4 separate regions of the Mus musculus genome follow, and all the other regions are linked to region 2. Evidence: chromatin contacts called from public HiChIP or PLAC-seq data. All regions are on one chromosome and are shown on one strand. Each heading gives the region's core, a stretch centred on a gene start, on an enhancer-like site or on the middle of the called end of the contact. The rest is flanking DNA. Distances are from core to core; before and after follow the strand shown. Region 1 holds the start of Sh3bp1 (SH3-domain binding protein 1). Region 2 holds the start of Apobec3 (apolipoprotein B mRNA editing enzyme, catalytic polypeptide 3). Region 3 holds the start of 1700088E04Rik (RIKEN cDNA 1700088E04 gene). Region 4 holds the start of Gcat (glycine C-acetyltransferase (2-amino-3-ketobutyrate-coenzyme A ligase)).

Region 1 (3,448 bases), core at 482-2,981, 990 kb after region 2:
GCTTGTCCATGTCAGCCCCGCTTTGGCCCTGCAGACAGGCCTGCAGCCGTTTGTGAACATTGTGGGCTGCTCGTTTAGCTGGCTCCAGCCGTTGCTCTACCTGGGAGGTACAGGGGCGGGGCGTGTGAGGACTGTATACTGTGTCTCCCCTAGAACAAGAATCACTTTTCTCTTCCCTCCTGGGCCTTCCCTGGCCAGCAGGGAATGACACAACCAGGCCCTTGACTGCTGTCCCCGCCTGCCAGCCTCTATACTGACAGCCTGCATGGGCCTGCCTCCCAGCCCAGCCCGCCCAGGCCCAGGCACGTACCTGCAGCAGGTCCTCACCCAAAAACTCGGCAGTCTCCGGGGTGCTGTGGGGGAAGGGGGCTTTGGATGAGTCAGTCTGGGTTAGGGAACCCACTGCCTCCCTCTAACCCCTGCACATGGAACCTGAACCCAAGATGCTTCCAGGACCCACCAAGCCTGGGTGGCCCGTCCACATCGTAGCTGGAGCACATTCCATGGTAGTTAAGAGGATGCATGCCTGCTTCCTCCTCCACCCAGGGCTGTGTCCTGGGAGAGGGTGGACCCATGACACCGAAAAAAGCAGGAGGGAGCTACCCAGGGCCCAACTTCGGGACAGAGGAAAAGTTTCTCATCTCCCCATCCCCCTAAATAGTTTGCCTGGCCCGGAAAGAGGAGGCCTAAGCTGGCCCCCAGAACGGGAAGTGTGGAAGCTGGTCTCCGGGGTGGCCAGGCCCACAGGCATACGACATTGGACTGCAGCTGTGGGCAGGTCTGGGGACTCTGCCCAAGGATACATAGGGACATGGGTTCAGGGCAGAGTGGCTTGGCTTCGTAGGTACATATAAGTGTTTGTGTCACTGCAAGGTCTGGATCAAGTTTCTGGATACACGGTCACCTCTCTGGGCCCAAAGAATGGGGAACTCCCAGGCTGGGGAAGAGGGACAGAAAGAAAGGCTCCGAGAAACTCCCCAAACTTCCGCTCCCATAGTTTTGGGGCTGGGAACCGAGGAGACCAAGGGGTGTCTCTACCTGAGCCTACGAAAAGCAGAAGCAGGACCAAATGGCAGGAGGCCCCTGGGTTGGGGGAGGGGACGGACACCCAGAGCAGAGCAGGCCCCTCCTCCCCAGGCCAGAACACTGCCAGTCCCTTCCCCCAGGGTCTGGGGCCCCCGATCGGCTCCGTTCCTCCCCTTCCCTCCAGTTAGAGGTGGCTAACTGTTCCCATTGTCCGGAGGGGACAAATGAGGTTCCAGGCAGCGTCTTGGCTCAGGACGCATTCTGCTCTCTGCAGCAGCCTCTCCAACCGGGAATGGAGGTGCCTTCCCCCGCTCCCCCTCCACCGCCCGCAAAAGCCAGCTATGCTTGTGCGACCACAGTGACTTCAGACCCCAGGAAACGAGGTCAGGGCTCTGGCATGCCAGAGGGCCGCTGCCTAGATATCTTCGACCTCTGTGACCAGTTCCCCACTCTCCTGCGCTCGCTCAGGTCCTGCGAAACGATAGCACGGCTAGAAGCGGGTGACACTCACCGTCCCGAGCTGCCCGTGTGGGCCAGCTGCCGCATGCGGTGCAACTGCCTCTTCATCATCTTGGGTCCGGGCAGGGGGCCGAGGAGTCACCTTGGGGGTTGAGGCTGGCAGCCCCCGGCCCAGCCTGCTTCCCCGCGCGCTTCGCCCCGGATGGGTGGGCGGCGCTCTGGCTTCCTGGGCCGGCGCGCTCCTCTGGCTGGTGCTGGCGCTGGCGCGGGCGCTCTCCTCCCCCGCTCACGACTCCGCCCCCGGCCCCCAGGTCACTCCTTTCTCCAAGTTTGGAGTCTCTCTCTCTCTCAAGTTTGGAGTCTCTCTCTCTCTCTCTCTCTCTCTCTCTCTCTCTCTCTCTCTCTCTCTCTCTCTCTCTCTCTGCTTCCGGGCCTCAACGACCCCCGGGTTGTCCGACCCGCCTGCCGAGTGTCCGTCGGTCTGTCTCTCTGAGGTCCGCAGTTGAGTGCGGGCTCTTCCTTCCCGCAGCCTGTCCTGTCACCGCGGCGGGTGGCGGGAAGCAGGTAAGCTGCTCCTGCCATCACCGCCCTGGGTATAAACAACCTTTGCTCTCTTAGAGGGAAAGGAAGGCTGCCTAGAAGGGACAGGCCTTCAGGACCTGTGCAGGCCAGTCACTAGGGGATGCTGCCTGGGGACTTCTTCTCCACCATACTATTCCCTGACCATCCCCCTTGCCTGCTGGACCACTGGCTCAGAACTTGGGGTACCTGGGACTACCAGATACTAATGTCCTTGGATCAGTCCCCAAAATTCTGCATTCATTGTGTATAGTAGCTTGGTAGGACAACTGTCCTTGTCCAGTCTATGCCACAGGGTAAACAAGATACCCTGGTCTGCTTGGTCTGCTCGTCAGCCCTTGAGGTCCTGTCACTCTACACTTTAAAGAGTCCCAAGCTTTGACCGCTTCCCCTATTTGTAAAACTCTTTCTCATTTCTTTTAGCAAATGTCCCAGGCGCCTGCCCTTCCTTCTTGTCAGGCCTTGATATGTATGGGTGCTGCTCTGAACCCCCAAACCCGATTTTCTCTTTGAAATGTTCCGCTGAACACCAGCCTGAGCATACAATAGGTGTTCATAGCTACAGAGCAAGAGAGCCGGTGGGCAACTGCAAGCTGACTTCAGTATGCACCCTTCAGGCTTGGGAGGGGGAAGGGTGACTACAGGAAGCCCTGTGCACCACACCAAGCTTTGCTCTCTTAGTTTCAGTTCAGAGCCATACCACTTGAGCACCTACTGTGTGGGGGTAGAGAGTTGGTGTGCTCCTCAAAGACTTCCCTTTGCTCCAGACATCTCTGTGTACCCAGCACAGGTCTGGCACATGGTGTTCACTCAGCCGCTTTCCCCATTTAAGAAGTCCTATCGAGTGTGGGAGGAGCCCAGAGGGGTCCCAGCAGCTGCTGCAGCCAGAACATACTGGCCAGGAACAGCCACAGCCTCTCATCAGTGGAATCCTGGCTCTCTGATGGGGAGTTGAGAAGGCAGAGCAGCTTCCTTGTCTTTCTTTTTCCGATGGGAAGGAAGGCTGCTGCCCAGTGTTTGGAGAAGAGATGGCAAAAGATTCTAAAGAGGGGGCTGGAGAGATGGCGCAGCAGTTAAGAGCACTGACTGCTCTTCAGTGGTCCTGAGTTCAACTCCCAGCAACCACATGGTGGCTCCCAACCATCTGTAATGGGATCTGGTGTTCCCTTCTGGCCTGCAGGCATGCATACAGGCAGAACACTGTATACTTAGTAAATAAATAAAAATCTTTAAAAAAAAAAAAAGATTCTAGAGAGGTGTCAGCCTTGGGGAGATACTAGAGTGGTATAGACCTGGCCTCCTAATGGGTAAGACAACATCTTGCTTCTAGTCCTGGCCCTTTTTTTCTCCATCCTCCCGGTCCTACCCAGAACATTTTTGCGTT
Region 2 (3,251 bases), core at 752-3,251:
ATCAGGAGACAGGGGGCTGGTGAGATGGCTCAGTGGGTAGGAGCACCTGACTGCTCTTCTGAAGGTCAGGAGTTCAAGTCCCAGCAACCACATGGTGGCTCATAACCATCCGTAACGAGATCTGACTCCCTCTTCTGGAGTGTCTGAGGACAGCTACAGTGTACTTACAATAAATAAATCTTAAAAAAAAAAAAAAAAATCAGGAGACAGAGTCTGGATCCCTTCCCTCAAAGCTGGCTAGGTATTAGTGGCCTGGGAGGACCCCAGGCTGGACCCTTTCCCTCATAGCCAGCAGCCTGTAGAAAAGAGCTGGAAAAATCAGACGTCTATCAAGCCTTGGTCAGAAGAATGGGATCGGAGGCTTATCTCTGACTCTGGAAGGAGAGGTGACATCTGGGACTGGTTACAAGGCCACACCCAGGGGACAAGGCTATTAACAGATAATTGCTGATAACTGGCTTCAGGAGCCCTAATCCTGGAGACAGACAGCTGGCCAGGGGCTTTCTGTTGAAGACTGAAGACATGCTATTCTGTGATATGACTGTCGCCTCTCTCTATACAGGTCTATCCATCACTGGACAGGACAAAGTTGCTCAGGGTGAGGTGAATTGGTTCGAAAGACGGGCCAGGGAGATGGTTCAGCGGGTAAAAGTATTAGCTTTGAAGTTAAAGCCTGCATTTCCACCACACCCACGCATGCACGCACCACTTGCAGCTGGGCTGCCCACGGGACAGTGGCCTCCACCGACATCACAGGCACCAGGAGAAGGGACAAAAATCAGAATGTCACCCAAGGGAGTAGGCAGTATAACTTTCTTCTTATATGTAGGTTTAAAATACACTCACATCTCTCTCTTTCTTTTTTTTTTTCTTTTGTTTTTTTCGAGACAGGGTTTCTCTGTGTAGTCCTGGCTGTCCTGGAACTCACTTTGTAGGCTGGCCTTGAACTCAGAAATCCGACTGCCTCTGCCTCCCGAGTGCTGGGATTAAAGGCGTGCGCCACCACACCCGGCCACTCACATCTCTTGCCATTGGGCATGTATACATATGTGTATGTGTTCTGAATTAATATGTGCATGTCTGGGGGTCAGGAGAAGGCCTTGGATTCCCAGAAGCTGTAGTTATAGGTGGTTGTGAGCCATACCATGTGTTTGCTGGTAGCAGTTGGTCCTCTGTGGAAGGTGACAAAGGTTCTTAACTGCTGAGCCATCTCTCTCCAGTGCCAACCCCGCCCCCTATTATTTCTCTTTTTCTCTTAGCTGACTGGTGTGGTTCCGAGAAGTCTCCACAAGCATCCAGGCAATGGGTGTGTTAGGGGAATTTCTCTTTACCCTTTCCCTTTCCCAGCTCAGAGTGGCTACTTCTGGAAAGGTGGTTCACATTGCCTTAGAGAGTGGTCCCCTCTTCTCCCAGTATCCCCTGAGGTTGGGTTAAAACAGCACGGATATTCTAGGACATCTATCGAAAGTTCTCCATACATGGTCGTCCAAAGTCTGCTTCCATGGATTTCTCTTTAAAATTTGAAGCCCAGACCAGCCTAGCCCTGGATCAGCATGAAGACCCAAAGGCGAGTAACCCCAGACTGAGAAGTCTCAACAGGAAGAAATATGGGTGACGTGGAGAGGGGTACAGGGTGGCCAGTTTAGAAGCAGCTATAAGGTAACCGAAGCGGCTCAGAACAAGGACCCTCGAGGGGAGTGGGAGCTACGGAGTATCCTGGAGAATGTGAGAGAGGAATCGGGAGCTGGGGACCTAGAGGAGAGGCTCGGTATACAGCAAAATGGGGGCCACCAGGAAGAGACTGCAGTGAAAATTTTGGAGGAGCGGGGCCAGCGGTACCTGATCGGTGAATAGCATTTGCGATGGCTGCATCCCAGACAGAATGGTCCCATCCCAGCTCTGGGCCCCAGGCGCTGGGGTTGCATTTTCTGTGAGCAGGCTATGGAAGACCCCCAGAAGTGAAACTGACCTCCCGGGCCAAGTGAATGCAGGCCCCACCTTCTTCCTGCATCAGCTCCCGGAATGGGAGGGCTCTAGGCGATCAAGCCCAGAAGGCTCCTGCCCACCTCTTTGTCCCTTGGCTTGGCAGAGACCTGCTCCTCTGTACAGCGGCCCGCGGGGATCGCAAAGAGAAAGGGAAACTAACTGATGGTAGAGAGAAGCTGATGCCGACCGCGGTGAGGGTAGGACAGACGCCCCAAGGGTGGCCCCAGGCGTCTCCATCCAACCTGCCTAGACCATCCTGTGCCGAGCTTGCAGCCAAAGCTGCCAGTTGAACCAAGGGTTTGACTCTGTAGGTGTTAAGGAGTGGGGACCCTTACATTTTCTCCCTTCGGCTTAGGAGGGGAGGGGACAGCCTGGCTTCGCATTTCTAATTGTGGCTTGGATTTTGGCACCCTTCACCTCTAATTTCCCAACTGCCCCAGGTGTGGAGCTAGACTGAGATCAACGGGGAGCACAAAAATGGATCATTGATGGCTCCGAATCAGCCAGCAGCAGGTGGCCGAGCTGGTATCAGAGCCCGTCATCCAAGCTTGTTTCCCTGCAGATGAGGGAGACCGAAATGAGTTTACTGTTCTCACAGACCTGTGTCTCTCGAGGGCAGTAGCGTGGACCAGTCAAATGTAGCAAGTGCACGCTTCTGGTTATTGAGGTTCAGCTAGCGTTCTTTGGAGGAGTGAATGCACACGGAGTCAAGTAATCTTCCAGTGGTTTGGGATACACGTGTGCAGGTATACACGGTGCTCTCCACAGAGGCTCTGGGCACAGTAGCCAGTTCCTGTAGGGCGAGCGTGTCACAGCGCCCCCATCTGGTGGAAGGCTATCCTTATTTCTTTACAAAGCCAAACTTGTTGAACTTGGTGGGGGAGGGAGTGTGTGTAGTTTTCTACTGTCTTGGAAAACAAATGGACACAATATAACAGCACTAATGGGAAATAATACTTCAGTCGGAAGTAGACACATATAAAAAGAAAATATAACAAAAGTAGATCCAGAAAATGCACCAAACTCAGATCCAAAGGAGGACATAGTGCTAATAATACCAGCCCTGCAGCCAAGATATTCTGTCTCTTTCTTAATGTGGCCTTTGATGATTTATTTAACATCCTGAGTCTAATATTCTTCATCTATAAATGGGCATTTTAAAAAAGCTACCTTATTGGGATGCTGGCAAGATAAAATGTGGTTTATGTAAGAAACTTAGCAAGTGCCCAAACTGTTATAAGAAATGAATGAAAGAAATAGCGCCA
Region 3 (3,160 bases), core at 417-2,916, 750 kb after region 2:
CTCACTCTGCAGACAAGGCTGGCCTGGAACTGAGAGATTCCCCCCCCCCCCCCCAAGTCTCTGCCCTGAGTGCTGGAATCAAAGGCTTGCACCACCCCCAGCTTCACTAAGGATCTTTACAATGCTGAACCCTTCCCCTGGACAGCCAGCATACCTGGCTCCTCCCTCCTGCCTCCCACTCTGGGGGAGGGGATGCTTTTCTGGGTTCTCTTCCCCCCAAGTCACTCACTCACCATCTCTTCTCTGGTGGCAATCACTGCCCTGGTCAACGCCGTCATCTCTGCTTTCATTGCATTTTTGACTGTATTTTGTATGCTTGTTTTGAAGTCAATCTTACTGCACAGTATGTAACTCAGGCTGGCCTGAGACTCACTATGTTGACATCTAGTTCAGGACAATTCCCCTGCAGTAGCCTCCCAAGTGCTAGGATTACAGGTGTGAACCACCACGCCCAGACTCTGAATTCTGACTGATCTATCAGGACTACCATAGTTCATCTTCTCTCTTGATTAACATATACAGCGTATCAAGAAATCCTTTAGGTTCTATCTTTAAAATATATCAGGATCCAGGCATGGTGGCGCACGCCTGTAATCCAGTGCTCAGGAGGTGAAAGCAGGCAGATCTCTGTAAGTTTGAGGACAGCCAAATCTACACAGTGACTTCCAGACACAGCTAGGACTATGTTGAAAGACTCTGTCTCAGGAAAAAAAAAAAAAAAAAAGAACAAAAATCACCTGGAAAGCAGAGGTAGATGAATCTCTATGTTCGAACCACCTGATATAAGGTTATATTTGGTCTCCAAATAAATAAAATAAAAATATGTCCAGCCGGGTGGTGGTGGCGCACGCCTTTAATCCCAGCACTTGGGGAGGCAGAGGTGGGTGAATTCCTGAGTTCAGCCTGATCTACAAAAGTGAGTTCCAGGACAGCCTGGGCTATACAGAGAAACCCTGTCTCGGAAAAAAAAAAAAAAAATGTCCATAATCCAGCTGGGTCTGGTGGTTCATGCCAGATATATCAACACTTGGGAAGCTGAAGCAGAGGACTGTGTCGAATTCAAAGCCAGCCTTAGCTATATAGTGAATTCCCGGGCAGCCTGGGTTTCAGAGTGAGGCCTTGCCTCAAACAACACTAAACTTCATGCTCTCTAGAGTCTATCCCCACTTCTGCCACCTCTGCTACTATCACACCTAGCCCAAGCCCGCGTCTGCTCCCAGCCTTCCAGGCCATTCTCTGGGTTGCTTTTTCCTTCCTACTTCCACGACTACACAAGCTACACACCTCTGGCATTCCCTTCCAGAAAGAGAGCGCTCAGAGGACAGGGGCCACACGGACTGAACTCTCTGACCACTGTCCCCATTGCTCCGCGAGGTAGGAAGTTCTGAAGACTTCGCCCCACCAACCCAGCAGCTGGGCTAGCCTGTGCTCCAAGAGCCCTGCTCGCACCACGACCTCCCTCCTTCCGTGGCCCGTGCTCACTTGTCCTCGTTGTCTGACATGATGCCTTCTCCGCCCGGGGCGCAGAGCAGAGAACGCGCGCCTTTGCCCCTCGCCGCACCACGCGTAGTTTGCGCTTGCGCCGTGACCCAGGCGCAGTTACTTCCGGGAAGCAGCGGCCGACCAGACGCTAATGCGCGTGCGTGGAGGCGTGTCGCTAGTTACCATGGTAACAAGGAGCGATTAGTGAGGACGCTGACACTCTAGCTCCTTGGAGTTTCTCCGTGCGGAGGGCTCTGTCACGCCCAGGTCATCGCCTAAGGTGAGCGCTCCTCCCCGGACCGTCACGATAGGGACTGTGGTCACTGCGCTGTCCGGAGCCGAGGGGTCGGGCACCAGCTTCTCAGACTCCCAGGTTGCTCGTGATGAGAGGTCCGGATTGCGAAGCGTAACTAGGGCGAGTCATTGCTTCTCTCCCTCCTAGGGCCCTCCCATGGCTTCCCAGGAAAGGGTGGACTCGGTGACCAAAGGAACCGGGTTCCGCCGCTGCCGTAAGCAAGCAGGTTACACGCCGGGGACTTGTGAGCTGCTCAGAGGTCAGTGCATTAGGGGATCAACGACCCGAGCGGTGCGGTTTTTCCTTAAGAGCTTGGGATTCTGAAAGGTTCGGGGAAGAATCAAAGACCAGAGATGGAGAATTTTGGAATGGTTAGTTCATCTTTTACATGCACTTTCAATGAAGCCTATCTCCTCACTGCAGTGGGACCTTCACAGTACCAAATTCAATTCCCTTCACCAGGCTTAGACATTATACAGTCTTAGAGGTGTTTAGTGTCACCTTCTAAATGGTGAACACCACCAGGCAAAGAAACGTGCCTGTTTCTGCTCACAACTGTAGCTCCAGCCTCTGCTACATGAATGAGCATGTATGCACTTAATTATTCAACGACAAAAACCTAATGTGTGATTTGGATATTGTCCTAGGTACTAGGAATAGAGTGTTGAGAGGATTGCAAAGGACAACTCTTGCTCTCAGAAAACTGATAACACAGGAGGGTAACAAGAAAAATGAACAGGAGAAAATTATAGAGCTGAAGGTGTTGCTCAGTGACAGAGTATATTCTAGGCAGATGTGGAGTCTGGGTTTCAGCCCCAGCACACCATACACAAAAAAGTCTGTGTGTGTTACAGTTGGAGAGCTGGCTCAGTGGTTAGGAACATGTACTGCCCTTTGAAAGCTCATTCCCCAGCACCCATGTTAGCCAGTCACCAAAAAAGTGTGTGTGTCTTAGGCATATGTAATGGGAGGATTGCCTGAGCCCAAGAAAAGCTAGCCTAGATAATATAGTAAGAACCTATCCTTGAAATAAAATAAGGACTGGAAAGATGGCTCAGAGATTAAGAGCACTGGCTATTCTCAAGGACCCAAGTTCAATCCCCCACAACCATATCAGGTGGGTCAAAGCAATGTGTAACTCTAGCTTCCTATGAGTCAGTGCCTTTCCCTGCCCTCCACAGGCAGCCATACACGCATAGCTACACACTCACGCACGCGCGCGCGCACACACACACACACACACACACACACACACGACCTTTTATTTTTTAAGATTTGTTTGTTTATTTATTATGGATAGTGTTCGGCCTGCATGTATGCCTGCAGGCCAGAAGAGGGCACCAGATCCCATTACAGATGGTTGTGAGCTTCCACGTGGTTGTT
Region 4 (3,448 bases), core at 627-3,126, 860 kb after region 2:
GACATTCCATCTAAGGGGATCCCAGACCTTCCTCACATTTCTGCAGCCTCAGGACTATGATCATCTCGGTTTTCCTTTTCTTGATTGTCAAAGGGGCCTGGGTCCTCCAGTTCCAATGACCATACATCTGCTGCCATAGCACTGCATCTCCAGAGGGGTGTCCCAGAGACCTCAGCTATCCATGGCTTAAAAAGCTAATAAGGTGGGGCTGGAGAGATGGCTCATCGGTTAAGAGCACTGAGTGCTCTTCCAGAGGACCGGGGTTTAATTCCCAGCACGTACACGACAGCTCACAAATGTCTTTAACTCCAATATCTGACACCCTCACAAAGACATACATGTAGACAAACACACCAATGCACATAAAGTAAAAGTAAACACATAGCCTACGAACTTGATTCTCCCAATGTCTCATCATTTGTGTGTGGTGTGAGTGCTGGGAATTGAACCCACAGCCTCATGTGAGCTGGGTAAGCGCTCTGCCACTGAGCCACATCCCCAACCTACTGATTATATATCTCTCTGAAATCACTCCGGGAGAGCTGTTTGGTCCGGCTGAAGGTATTGTTAGAAGACAAGAGGTTCATTTTATGGTTCTCTTTAGGGAAAGACAGGTACAGGCATGAGAACTTCTGCAGCCTTAGTCCCCTTACTTGCTTAAGACTTTAGCCTCATGGCTGGTGAGATGGCTCAGTGGGTAAGAGCACCCGACTGCTCTTCCGAAGGTCCAGAGTTCAAATCCCAGCAACCACATGGTGGCTCACAACCATCTGTAACAAAATCTGACTCCCTCTTCTGGAGTGTCTGAAGACAGCTACAGTGTATTTACATATAATAATAAATAAATCTTAAAAAAAAAAAGACTTTAGCCTCTTGGGAGGAAGCTGGTCTTCCACTCCAATATCCTGGGACACTGGAGCTGACCAGTGAAGGGTCTGGGGAAATCTACTTGTATTTCACCTTCTTCCTTTCTTATTTATTTATGTTTTTTGAGACAGGGTTTCTCTGTATAGACCTGAATGCTGGGATAACAGCATATTTCCTTTCCCTAAAAATTGGTCTCTCAAACCAGGCTTGGTGCTGTATGTCTTTGATCTCAGCAATTTGGATGCTGAGATCAATTTGGAGGCTGAGGCTAGCCTGGTCTACAGAGCAGGTTCCAGGACAGCCAGGACTACACAGAGAAACCCTGTCTCAAAAAACCAAGGGGGGGGGGGGGAATGGTCCCTCTTGCATACAGATGCCATCATGAGTAAAGGTGCAGCAACTGGAGCCCTTCACACACATCTGCTCAAGGAAAGTTTTGTTCCAGTCACTCCTCCTGGAAACTAGGTGTAGGGAGCTGAGGCAGCTGGATATCGCTCTCTTTTTCTCATAGGGTGGGGTCTCAGTGCAGCCTAGCTCTCTCACCCAAAAGGTGCTGACGGATTAAAATCACCTCCCTCCTTTGAAACAGGTTTAAACAGGTGGAGTTAACACAAGGAGGCCATAGTGTGCCCCAGACAGACCAGCAGCTAAGAGTGCACGTGCCTCTCCCACACCCACCCTAGGGCCTCCATTCACATGCAAGCCTTGGAAGGGCTCTTGGCCTCCTGACCAGGTACGAGGACTCTCAGGAGGGGAAGTTACCTCCCGAGATGCCGTCCACGCGGATGCTCGGTCCCTGGCGGGACGTGATCACACGCTCACTCTTCCAGGTGCCGGCTCCGCGGATCCCTTCCAGTTCGCTGTCCAGGATGCAGCGCAACTGAGCCAGCGCTGAATGTGCGCGGCGGCCAGGGGACAGCGCCCCGTGCCACATGAAGCTGGCCCACATCGCGCCCACAGGCTAAAGTGCGCTGGCCAGCCTGAAGTCTAGTGCTCCCCGTCACGTGACGTGGGCAGGGCCCCGGCAGCAAATCAGAACAACAGGAGCTCACTTTAAAAGGATGGGAGACTCCACCCGCGGGCGGAGCCTGACAGCGTCGGCCCGCCAAGAAAGGATTGATTTGTAAGTCGACACCCGGGAGGTCCGCGATGGGGAAGCTGAGTAGGCGGAGAAAGCGACTTCAACGCCTCTCCTCCCGAGACCTTGCCTACACACCTACCTCTCCCGAAGACCCACCTACGTGCCCAGCTGACCCTCCTGTTGGAGCGTCCCTGTCACTCCAAAGCTTTGCTATTCTCTGGCGCGAACGTGGCGTCCCCACATTGCCCGTCAGATCGCTCCTCTCTCCTCCAGTTAAAGAAAAACGCACCACTCAGATTTTTTCCTTTCCAGTTTTATTTTAAAGTTTTAAAATTACAACCACAGTAATTTCTCCCGGGCACTAGTTACACTTGTTTAAAAAGGGGTGGGGTAGGGTGCGCGAGTTTCTAATTTTATTAAAATAAGAGAAAGACAACTGTACAGATTTTTTTCTCCCAGCTCCCGAAGTGAGACTAAGTCCTAGTCTTAGATATGGATATATACATATACACACATGCACACAATCCTGCCTCTCTAAAGCTACCTAGCAAATTCGAATCAACTGGAGTATGTCTTACAGTCCACTCCCTGCCTCTCCCCCTCCTCCGCTACTTAGAAAAAAAACTCAAAGAGTAAAAGAGGTTGGAGGGTTTTAAGTGGCAGCTGGTAGACCTGAAGCGGCACCAAGCAAAGCCACATCTTACACAGGAAAGGGAAGAAAGGAAACGTACAAAGTCCTGCTAGGACGCAATCCATCAATCGTGTGGAAAAAACCCAAGTTTCCATAGGCACACTGAGGCACTTGGCTGATTACCCACCCCTCCCCCTAAGTCCACTCGCATTTAACCAGAGACTACTGAAAAAGACCCCTCCTTCCCAATGGCTAGATCCTGGTTGTGAGAAGCTATGGCTTCTCTAACCAGCTGTCACTTGGACCCCTTTGCCCCTTTAGACAATGGGGAGGCACTAGGGCAGAAGAGAAAAAGCAACCAGGTCTCCAACTTACCACCGTTGGTAGGGCAGCCCCAGGGAATTTTCCCTCCCTCCTTGGCCAGCTAGGTGGGGTGTCACCTGCTCCCCATCAAAGGTTTTGAAAAGCTCACGAGGGACAAGCAGTCTAAGAAAGTCTTGGAAGACAAACCTTAGTTCCTGGGTCCCCTCACCTAGCCAGAACTTTGCCAGTTCCTTCATAGTAAACAAACCACCGACTGAAACACACATCCTCCCCCCTCCCATCCCTAACCCCGTAAGAAGGTTAATATCAAATCAAGAAAAAAGTACGTCTCCATCATTACAAAGATGAGGTCTGTTTGCTGTCCTTGCACAATAGGTTAAGGAAAAAGGAGTCATTCCACAATGTCTGTATGAGGGATCCAAACTCTGTCCTCTTTAATAAAGTCAGAATAGAATGGGCAAAGGGTTGCAGATGGAATCAAGTGAGGAAATGTATTTACAGAAAACAGGAGGGAGGAAGGAGTGTCCCCAAGCAAAGTCTTCACT

Evidence for each region. HiChIP or PLAC-seq counts read pairs in DNA pulled down with a chosen protein or histone mark.
Region 1: an H3K27ac HiChIP or PLAC-seq map of bone marrow-derived dendritic cells shows a contact between it and region 2, with 4 times the contacts expected there. The contact joins the promoter of Sh3bp1 here to the promoter of Apobec3 in region 2. A contact is called at or near these places in 1 of 39 promoter capture datasets (liver) and 2 of 115 datasets of contacts at active chromatin or transcription factors (bone marrow-derived dendritic cells and pancreatic cancer cells).
Region 3: an H3K4me3 HiChIP or PLAC-seq map of bone marrow-derived macrophages shows a contact between it and region 2, with 3 times the contacts expected there. The contact joins the promoter of 1700088E04Rik here to the promoter of Apobec3 in region 2. A contact is called at or near these places in 1 of 39 promoter capture datasets (liver) and 2 of 115 datasets of contacts at active chromatin or transcription factors (bone marrow-derived macrophages and memory CD8 T cells).
Region 4: a contact with region 2 is called in a FOXA1 HiChIP or PLAC-seq map of pancreatic cancer cells. The contact joins the promoter of Gcat here to the promoter of Apobec3 in region 2. A contact is called at or near these places in 3 of 115 datasets of contacts at active chromatin or transcription factors (bone marrow-derived macrophages, large pre-B cells and pancreatic cancer cells).

What each region holds. Positions count from the first base shown.
Region 1 is chr15:78,898,051-78,901,498 of GRCm38.p6, reverse strand. Sh3bp1 (SH3-domain binding protein 1) reads right to left here and starts at 1,731. Exons shown (of 18, transcript NM_001316684.1): 1 at 1,538-1,731; 2 at 311-353; 3 at 1-100. The coding sequence starts at 1,596.
Region 2 is chr15:79,891,158-79,894,408 of GRCm38.p6, reverse strand. Apobec3 (apolipoprotein B mRNA editing enzyme, catalytic polypeptide 3) reads right to left here and starts at 2,001. Exons shown (of 8, transcript NM_030255.3): 1 at 1,840-2,001. The coding sequence starts at 1,892. D730005E14Rik (RIKEN cDNA D730005E14 gene) reads left to right here and starts at 1,271. Exons shown (of 1, transcript NR_030675.1): 1 at 1,271-3,251.
Region 3 is chr15:79,139,757-79,142,916 of GRCm38.p6, reverse strand. 1700088E04Rik (RIKEN cDNA 1700088E04 gene) reads left to right here and starts at 1,666. Exons shown (of 7, transcript NM_138581.2): 1 at 1,666-1,762; 2 at 1,925-2,036. The coding sequence starts at 1,934. Polr2f (polymerase (RNA) II (DNA directed) polypeptide F) reads right to left here and starts at 1,592. Exons shown (of 5, transcript NM_027231.2): 1 at 1,483-1,592. The coding sequence starts at 1,502.
Region 4 is chr15:79,029,302-79,032,749 of GRCm38.p6, reverse strand. It overlaps Gcat (glycine C-acetyltransferase (2-amino-3-ketobutyrate-coenzyme A ligase)), which reads right to left and starts at 1,876. Exons shown (of 9, transcript NM_013847.4): 1 at 1,630-1,876. The coding sequence starts at 1,816. It overlaps H1f0 (H1.0 linker histone), which reads right to left. Exons shown (of 1, transcript NM_008197.3): 1 at 2,246-3,448. The coding sequence ends at 3,444.